Linked DNA regions of Danio rerio: region 2 is linked to region 1. The links are chromatin contacts, called in public Hi-C maps. All regions are on one chromosome and are shown on one strand. Each heading gives the region's core, a stretch centred on a gene start, on an enhancer-like site or on the middle of the called end of the contact. The rest is flanking DNA. Distances are from core to core; before and after follow the strand shown.

Region 1 (4,406 bases), core at 1,444-3,943:
AGAGCCAAGGTGGAGATAGAGATGAAGACACCCAGGTGGGAGGGTGGAGGGTTGTCAATGGAGATGAAGCCAATGGTGGCGGAGCCCAAGGTGGAGATACAAAGGGGTTGGGAGGCCCAAGGTGATGCTGGTGACTAAGTCTAGAAGACTCAAAGAGTAACTGAGGACCAAGTAGGAGCTGACGGGCAGGAGGATTCCAATGGGGGACAGAATAATCTGGTGCAGTTAGAGATGTTGTAACAACTAATCAAGAAATTGGAGGATCAAGGGAGCCCAGTAGAGCTGGAGAGATGATGGAGTCAAGGGAGCATTGAGCCAAGGTGGAGATGATGGGTCTACAGATAGAGCTGGTGGGATGGAGGAATCCAATGGAGACCAATTGAGTCAAAGGAGTGGAGTTCCAAGATAGAGACGAAATGACAGCTTACCAAGGTGGAATCAGAGAAATGAGGAAACCTGATGGACCACAGTGGACACAAGGGAGCCGAGCAGGGCTAATAGGATGGAGTAGCCCAACGGAGAGCATTAAGTTAAGAGAGTCCCAATGTGGAGATGGGATGATGACTTACCAAGGTGCAATCAGTGAAATGAGGGAACCCAATTGACCATGATAAGGGAGCATTATGCAAAGGGGTTGGCAAAGGGTCTGCAGGTAGAGCAAGGGGACAGAGGAGCCCAATAGGGCCCAAAAGAGCCAGAGGCATGATGTGCAGTCGGATGGGTGGAGTCCTGAGGTGGTGATGGGATGATGTCCTACCATGGTGGATTCACAAGAGAGACAAGGGGCATGCACCCAAGGTAGAAAAGATGGGTCTGCAGGTGGTGTCAGCAGCTTGAAGGATAAAGGCAGAGACTGTGGGTCTTCAAAACAGCATGGATCTGGTCCCTGGAAGTCTCGCTATGATTTCTCACCACCAGAGGGAGAGGTCTAAGAGTGAGACTGTGATGGGGAATAACATGAGAAAAGGGGGGAGATGGAGGTTGGGTGGGGATATTTACAGCTGACCAAAAAAAAGAAGGATAAGGAGCTGGATAGGACCAGTGGAGATGGGGAAAACCCACAATTCTAACCCTCATAACAATGCAACATAGCCTGAGAATAGTTCCCAGAGTTTGACTGCAGCTCAGCCTCAACAGTGCGAGTCTGAGCCCTCCTGTCCTCATGCTCCACAACCACACTGTCAGGTGTGCCTCGAGGCTTTGATGATCCACCCTGTCACTCGTGTTGGCAATCACTGATCACTGAGTCAAAATTACCTTGAGGATCTTCCCTAGACAGTTTAGCCATGATCATGGAGTTAATTCAGTGTATAAGAACTTGTAAAGACAGCTGTCTACGAGTCAGGAAGACTCGAGGAATCGACTGAGGAGTTGATCTGCTGGCACCATGACAGCAAAAGAGAAGAAAAAGGCTTCAGAAATGTTTGTCTTTGAGCTCTGTTTTCTGTCATACAAGAATATCCTGTTCAGTCCTAGAGCATTCAGCAAATCCAACTGAAGAGCACACACACACACACACACACACACACACACACACACACACACACATTAACACAGGCAAGACCAGAGAATGATGAAACTGAAGGACTTAAATGTAAAAGATAATGACAGTTTAAATAAATCGAGTGTCCAACTGATGATGGGAAACAAGACAAATGAACTCAGGACAGACACGTGATACAGAGACTGCAGTGGAATCTTTTCTGAATATCAAGAGTTTCAAGATGCTCACATACAGAATGGCCACATGCTCTGCTCTTATACTTTCACTTATTTCTGCAACTCTACATTCCATCCAGAAGCCTTCGGTCAGACAGTGAGCTCCGGCTCGCGGTTCCCTCACAGAAACACTGAAAACCATTTTCCAGAACCTTTACATTCACTGTTCCTCACTGGTGGAATGATCTCCTCGAACCCACACAGACTACAGAATCTCTGACAATCTTCAAATAGCTCATTTTAACTTGTGTAATAAAGCACTTACATTTCTTACTGCCTCCCTACTCTAGGTTGAATGTTGCTAACAAAATCAGGAGTTTTGTGTTAGCGGTCTCTCTTGAAGCCGCCGCTCTGTGAGTCACTTTAGTTAAAAGTGTCTAGTAAATGACCAAAGGTAAAGAGCTGTGATAATATCAAATGAAAGATTTTCTATCAAGTGTAACTTGTGGGTTGAATAATTCTGACGGTTTACTTTGCTTCATCTTTAAGTCCTCAGAGTGCTTCATTTATACTGATCATCTTTTCTTAATAGTTTTCCTAAAGTTTGTTGACAGCAGCAGAATGTCTTGAAGATCAGGGGGGTGAAAACGTTTGATTGCAACTGTAGAATGATTGAAAATAAGAAGTTTAACAATGAAAAAACACTACTAAATACCAACACAATGTGTTAAATCCCAGAAGCACCACATGTATCTACATAACCAGAGTTATTGTTCATAAATGAGTGTGTGATCAGCCTACCTCGATCCTCCAGATGAGGACTCCTGCAGAGTTTGTGACGGCGCGGAACGTGTTCTGCATGATTCAGCGGCGTGTGCGAGACTGAAAGCAGAATTCAGCTTTAAACCAACACTTTTACACCTTCACTAACAGTACCTGTCTCTCTTTAACAACAGCTGTTGATGGAGCAGCTCTACTGTCACCAGAGCACACGTCTGAGTACCTGTAGGTCTGAGCAGATGTTTCTCCACAGATGGAAAGGTCTGATGTGCGGAGCTCTGGGGGTTTTCTCTGAAGCCAAAGCCAGGCACACACCGCATCATGCCCTTTTTTGTCCACTTCTGTTGAACAGAAGTTACAAAAACGTCATTTGAATGCATTTGCCTGGTGAGCTCAGCATCCAATCTGGATTAGGCTTGAACACAGTCGAGGCAAATGAGCAAAATAAACAAAGAGCAATATTCAAAAGAGCTGAAAACATCCTCCTCATGCCGGTCTGTGAGGAGATACAGCAGATTTAGAGGACACCAGTGTGTTGGACACAGTCTGATTCATTGTCATGGGTTTCTCAGATGGCTTGATGACACTCTGGTGATGAGCATGCACATGTTTGATGTTACATATCAGCTAACTCCATTATTGGAGTATACTGTATATTGCACAAATGCTTTTCTTGCATGGAGTTTTTGTCTTGTTCCCAGTCCAAACATCCAGATATTCTTAAATCAAGATGCATTTTACAGACAGGCAAAAAACAACGCCTGCTAATTCATTCATTCATTTACCTTCAGCTCAGTCTCTTTATTTATCAGGGGTCGGCACAGCGAAATGAACCACCAACTATTCCAGCATATGTTTTACATAGCTTCTAGCTGCAACCCAGTACTGGGAAACACCAATAAAGACTCATTCACACACACACTCATACACTACGGCCAGTTTAGTTCATCCATTTCCCAATAGCGCATGTGTTTGGACTGTGGGGGATACAGCAGATCATACCATAGCGTTACCATAGCAACTGTAGAATCACCACAACAGATCAATTACTGTAGTTGTAGTGTTACCATAGCAACTGTAGAATCACCACAACAGATCAATTACTGTAGTTGTAGTGTTACCATAGCAACTGTGGAATCACCACAACAGAGTTATTACTGTAGTTGCTGTGTTACCATAGAAACGGTAGAATCACCACAACAGATCAATTACTGTAGTTGTTGTGTTACCATAGCAACTGTAGAATCACCTGTAGATCAACTGTTATAATTGTGTTTCTATAGTAACAGTCTTTTCATCCGGGTTACTATAGTAGTTTTAATGCGTCAGTAGTGTACAATCAACAGTCCTCAAACACTGCAGATCTGCTTCTCTGGTGCTGGAGTGTGTGAGTGTGTGTGTGTGTGTGTGTGTGTGTTTATAGAAAGCACGGCATGTTCACTAGCACAGCTTGTCTGTCTGCATCAGCTGCTTCAGATGGTCAGATGGAGCGATTGTCTTGTTTTCTGTCCTTAAAGCACAGACAGCAGAGCTAATTTTCCTACTGATTTACTCTACATATGTACTGGATGTGGCATCACTGCAAGGTTTATTTAACTAATGACCCAAACTAGCTGTAAGAGAACGAGCAGAAGGCTTAATTAGGCTGGGTATGAGCTCTTAGAGGACCTTCATCAGTCTGTAGTGTGTAAACTGGAGAGGTAGTTCACACAGATCATCAGATTAATGCAGATGACACAACTAACCACCAACAGCAGCTGTGTTTCCATATAAATATGCAAACTAGACCCCTGCACCAAACCTGAATAATGCATACATTAGTGAATGAAGCAGCGTTTCCATCCAACGAGAAACAGAAGAGGATAAAATCAACACTTCCAGATAACCTGGAGTAAATATGAGTCAGAGAGATGTAGATGAGTGCGCCTCTGTGCTCTGTATTCATCATATATAATGAAGAAGTAATG
Region 2 (4,582 bases), core at 1,633-4,132, 85 kb after region 1:
AGCAGTTATTTCTGTACACACACCCACATGCAGCATCTCAGAGGAAAGCCTTCAGAAGACTTCTCTGACTGCAGCTCACACACACCATCTGCAGCTCACACACACTGGGTTTATGAGGACTCTCTATAGACATAATGTGTCTTATATAGTAAAAACCGCTTATCATAAACCCTCACAGCACAGATAATGAAAAGACCTCCTTAAGTAAGATAATGAAGCAGTTGTTACTAACACACACACTCGGTTTGCTGTTGAATTCAGGGCTTCTGCTGCCATCTAGTGTCTCCTGGTGCTCTTAAAGGGGCAGTTCCCCCAAAATGTCATCTGTCATCATTCACTCACTCTTTACTTGTTTTAATCCTTTATGAGTTTCTTTCTTCTATTAAACACAAAAGAAGATGTTTTGAAGAATGTTGAAAAACTCTAACAATTGACTTCCATTGTATTTGTTTTTGTCCTGCAATGGAGGTCAAGGGTTACAGTTTTTCAGCATTCTTCAAAACATCTTCTTTAGTACTGACATCATCAAACATGAATAAATGCTGTAATGTATGTATTATTCATTGTTGATGTCAGTAATTGCATTAACTAGAGGAAGCTTACATCTTAAAGTCATCCTCCTTCATGCACTGCAAAAGCAGGAATGAAGTCTACTCTACATGTTGAACTCGGCAGTGTCTGTCTGATGAGTGCTTGAATGTGGTTGTGTTGAGTTTATTCCTGTCTGTCATTCCTGAAGGTTTGACTCACACACTGGGCACCCAGAGGCGGACGGTCTTGTCTCTGGACGAGGAGGCCAGCAGATGAGCAGACGGAGAAAACTGCACACACGTCACCGCATCCTTGTGTCCAGTAAACCTGTAGGCCCTCGACTGAGGCTTCATGTTCCAGACCATCACACAGGCATCCACCGAGCCCGAGGCTGAAACATGAGTGTAATTTTATTACAGTTGTTAATGTTATCATGAGTGTAATGTTATTACCGGTATTAATGTTATCATGAGTGTAATGTTATTACCGGTGTTAATGTTATCATGAGTGTAATGTTATTACCGTTGTTAATGTTATGAGTGTAATGTTATCACTGTTGTTAATGTTGTCATGAGTGTAATGTTATTACCGGTGTTAATGTTATCATGAGTGTATTGTTATTACTGTTGTTAATGTTATAATGAGTGTAATGTTATTGCCAGTATTAATGTTATCATGAGTGTATTGTTATTACCGGTGTTAATGTTATCATGAGTGTAATGTTATTACCGTTGTTAATGTTATGAGTGTAATGTTATCACTGTTGTTAATGTTGTCATGAGTGTAATGTTATTACCGGTGTTAATGTTATCATGAGTGTATTGTTATTACTGTTGTTAATGTTATAATGAGTGTAATGTTATTGCCAGTATTAATGTTATCATGAGTGTAATGTTATTACCGGTGTTAATGTTATCATGAGTGTAATGTTATTACCGTTGTTAATGTTATCATGAGTGTAATGTTATTACCGTTGTTAATGTTATCATGAGTGTAATGTTATTACCGTTGTTAATGTTATCATGAGTGTTATGTTATTACCGGTGTTAATGTTATGAGTGTAATGTTATCACTGTTGTTGATGTTGTCATGAGTGTAATGTTATTACCGGTGTTAATGTTATCATGAGTGTATTGTTATTACTGTTGTTAATGTTATAATGAGTGTAATGTTATTGCCAGTATTAATGTTATCATGAGTGTATTGTTATTACCGGTGTTAATGTTATCATGAGTGTATTGTTATTACCGGTGTTAATGTTATCATGAGAGTTATGTTATTACCAGTGTTAATTTTATTATGAGTTTAATGTTATTAATGTTGTTAATGCTACTATGAGTGTAATGTTATTGCCAGTGTTAATGTTATTATCAATGTTATGTTATTATTGTTGTACACGGTATCATAGTTTTTATCTGTTTAGATGTTATTATTGGTGTAGATGGTATTATCAGTATAGCTGTTATTATGGTTATTATTGGTGTATGTTATTATTAGTGAATGTTATTATTGTGCATATGCTAGTATCGTGTATAGATTATCAATGAAGTATGTTATTGCCGTTATTATCCATATAGATGTTATTATCAGTGTTAATGTTATAATCATTGTAGATGTTATTATCTACCAGCTGTTATTATCTGTGCTATTGTTATTATTGGTGTAAATGTTATTATCTGTGTAAGTTACCGATCTGTTTGCCGCTGGGGCTGAAGTCCAGGCTGGTGATCGCATCTCTGTGGCCCTTAAAGTTGCGCTCGAGTGTCGGATCATCCTGAAACACACACACACACACACACAAAATGAGAAGCATGCACACATACACACACAGAGAGAGTACACACATACAACCACACAAATGAAGAGCACACACACACTCACACTGCCTACACTTACATGTCTTACACACACAATAACACACTTACTCATGCGCACACACACAAATAAAGAGGACACACTAACTCAACTCAAACACACACTAATTCATTCACACACTCACATACAAACAAATGAAACACACACACACACACACACACACACACACACACACACACACACACACCAGCGCAGAGCTCATGTTATTCTCTGATGATGAAGAACTGCAGCGTTGGTGAATGAATGAAACCGGATCTTCTGTTTGTTTACATCCGCTCTGCTGTGAGAGCTGCGGTCCTCCAGACGGTGAGATTCTCCAGTAACCCACGGGAGACACGCGGACGAAGATGTGCACAAATAAAGAGGATAAAGCCGGCTTCAGGGCTGTTAACCCGGAGATAATCGCTCACCGCGGGCTGGCGGTTGGTTAGCAACAGCGTTCAATTTACCCGCCGTGTTTGGCGCGTGCGCAGACGTCACTCACAGCGTCATGCGTCTTAAAGGAAACGCGCTCCCGTCATTAAAGGGACAGTTCACCCAAACATTCTCTAAGAAAGCCCTACAGACTTTATAACTTGGTGAATTCTACAATGTCTTCATTTGATTATTACATATGTACATTCTGTATACTTGAATTTAATCTATACTTACCCCCTGGCATGTACATTTTATACTATTAAAATGTTATTTAAAAAAATAAGTTCACCCAAAAATTAAACATTTACTCACTGTTTACTCTTCCTCAAGTGTTTCCAAGCCTTCATGAGTTTCTTTATTCTGTTGAACACAAAAGAAGGTATTTTGAAGAATGCTGAAAACCGGTAACCATTGAGGAAAAACAAATGCTATTGAAGTCAATGGTTACCTGATACTTTGTTTGTTTGTTTGAATCATTTGAGGAGAGTAAATGATGACATAATAATTTCTAGTGAACTATCCCTTAAATCTCTTACAATCAGAACTGCAAGTCATGATGAAGATTCAGTTCACAGAAGCGGAAAATCAATCAGTGATAAAGCAGACAGGACAGGCCGGTCCAGACAGCAGCGTTACACGGCAGGCCGGAGTAGCTATAATAACAAGACAAACACTGAAATATCTTCTATATTTAACAATATTACTAATATATATAAATTATTAAATGTATTAACAGTTAAGGAAGTTAAATAATATAAATAAATAAGTAAATATAATAACTAGTTTCTAATGAATCATCTCTAATGTCTCTTTAATAGTGTCTAACAATTAAGTACTGGTGATACAGCCAATATTTAATTATTACGAGTATCTTTTAAAAATGAACCAAAATAATAGGTAATATATAATATAAATTAGTGCTGTGCAATGATTAAATCTGAGTAATTGCATCCAAATGTGTGTATTATATATATATATATATATATATATATATATATATATATATATATATATATATATATATATATATATATATATATATATTTATTTATCTATTATGCATGTCATAGGCACACATACAGAAAAAAAACTACATTGTTTACAGAGATATTCAAATTTATATTTAATTTGTATCATATGCAAATATATATGTTATATCTAAATATGAAATATATTATATGATATATGCATGTATGTGTGTATTTATATATACATAATAAATATACACAGCACACACACACATATATTATGTCAAAACACACTTTTATTTTGGATGTGATTATTTATTCATTTTCCTTTACTTTAGTCCCTTTATTAATCAGGGGTCGCCACAGTGCAATGAACCGCTAACTTATCCAGCATATGTTTAACTCAGCGGATGCCCTTCCAGCTGCAACCCATCACTGGGAAACACCAATACACTCTCATTCACACTCACACTCATACACTAGTGCCAGTGTAGTTGATCAGTTCCCCTATAGCACATGTGTTTGGACTGTGGGGGAAACCGGAGCACCCGGAGGAAACCCACGCCAACATGGGGAGAACATGCAAACTCCACACAGAAACACCAACTGACCCAGCCGAGACTCAAACCAGTGACCTTCTTGCTGTGAGGCCACAGTGCTACCTACTGAGCCACTGATTATATTCTAATAGTATATATATATTGAAATATCACATATCTAGAATCTGAAAACTGTACTGTTGTCTACAGAATGCGCAGTAAAGCTGATGAATAAGTGCTAGCACCTAAAGG

Evidence for each region. Hi-C and Micro-C count contacts between places; a contact is called where the count stands out from the background.
Region 2: a contact with region 1 is called in a Hi-C map of hematopoietic stem cells, with 2.9 times the contacts expected there. The contact joins the promoter of poc1a here to the promoter of avil in region 1. A contact is called at or near these places in 5 of 18 Hi-C or Micro-C datasets (caudal fin, embryo, hematopoietic stem cells and 1 more) and 2 of 4 datasets of contacts at active chromatin or transcription factors (caudal fin and embryo).

What each region holds. Positions count from the first base shown.
Region 1 is chr11:206,782-211,187 of GRCz12tu, forward strand. avil (advillin) reads right to left here and starts at 2,694. Exons shown (of 20, transcript NM_001040365.1): 1 at 2,663-2,694; 2 at 2,461-2,541. The coding sequence starts at 2,520.
Region 2 is chr11:291,489-296,070 of GRCz12tu, forward strand. It overlaps poc1a (POC1 centriolar protein A), which reads right to left and starts at 2,883. Exons shown (of 11, transcript NM_213049.1): 1 at 2,594-2,883; 2 at 2,221-2,305; 3 at 751-922. The coding sequence starts at 2,608.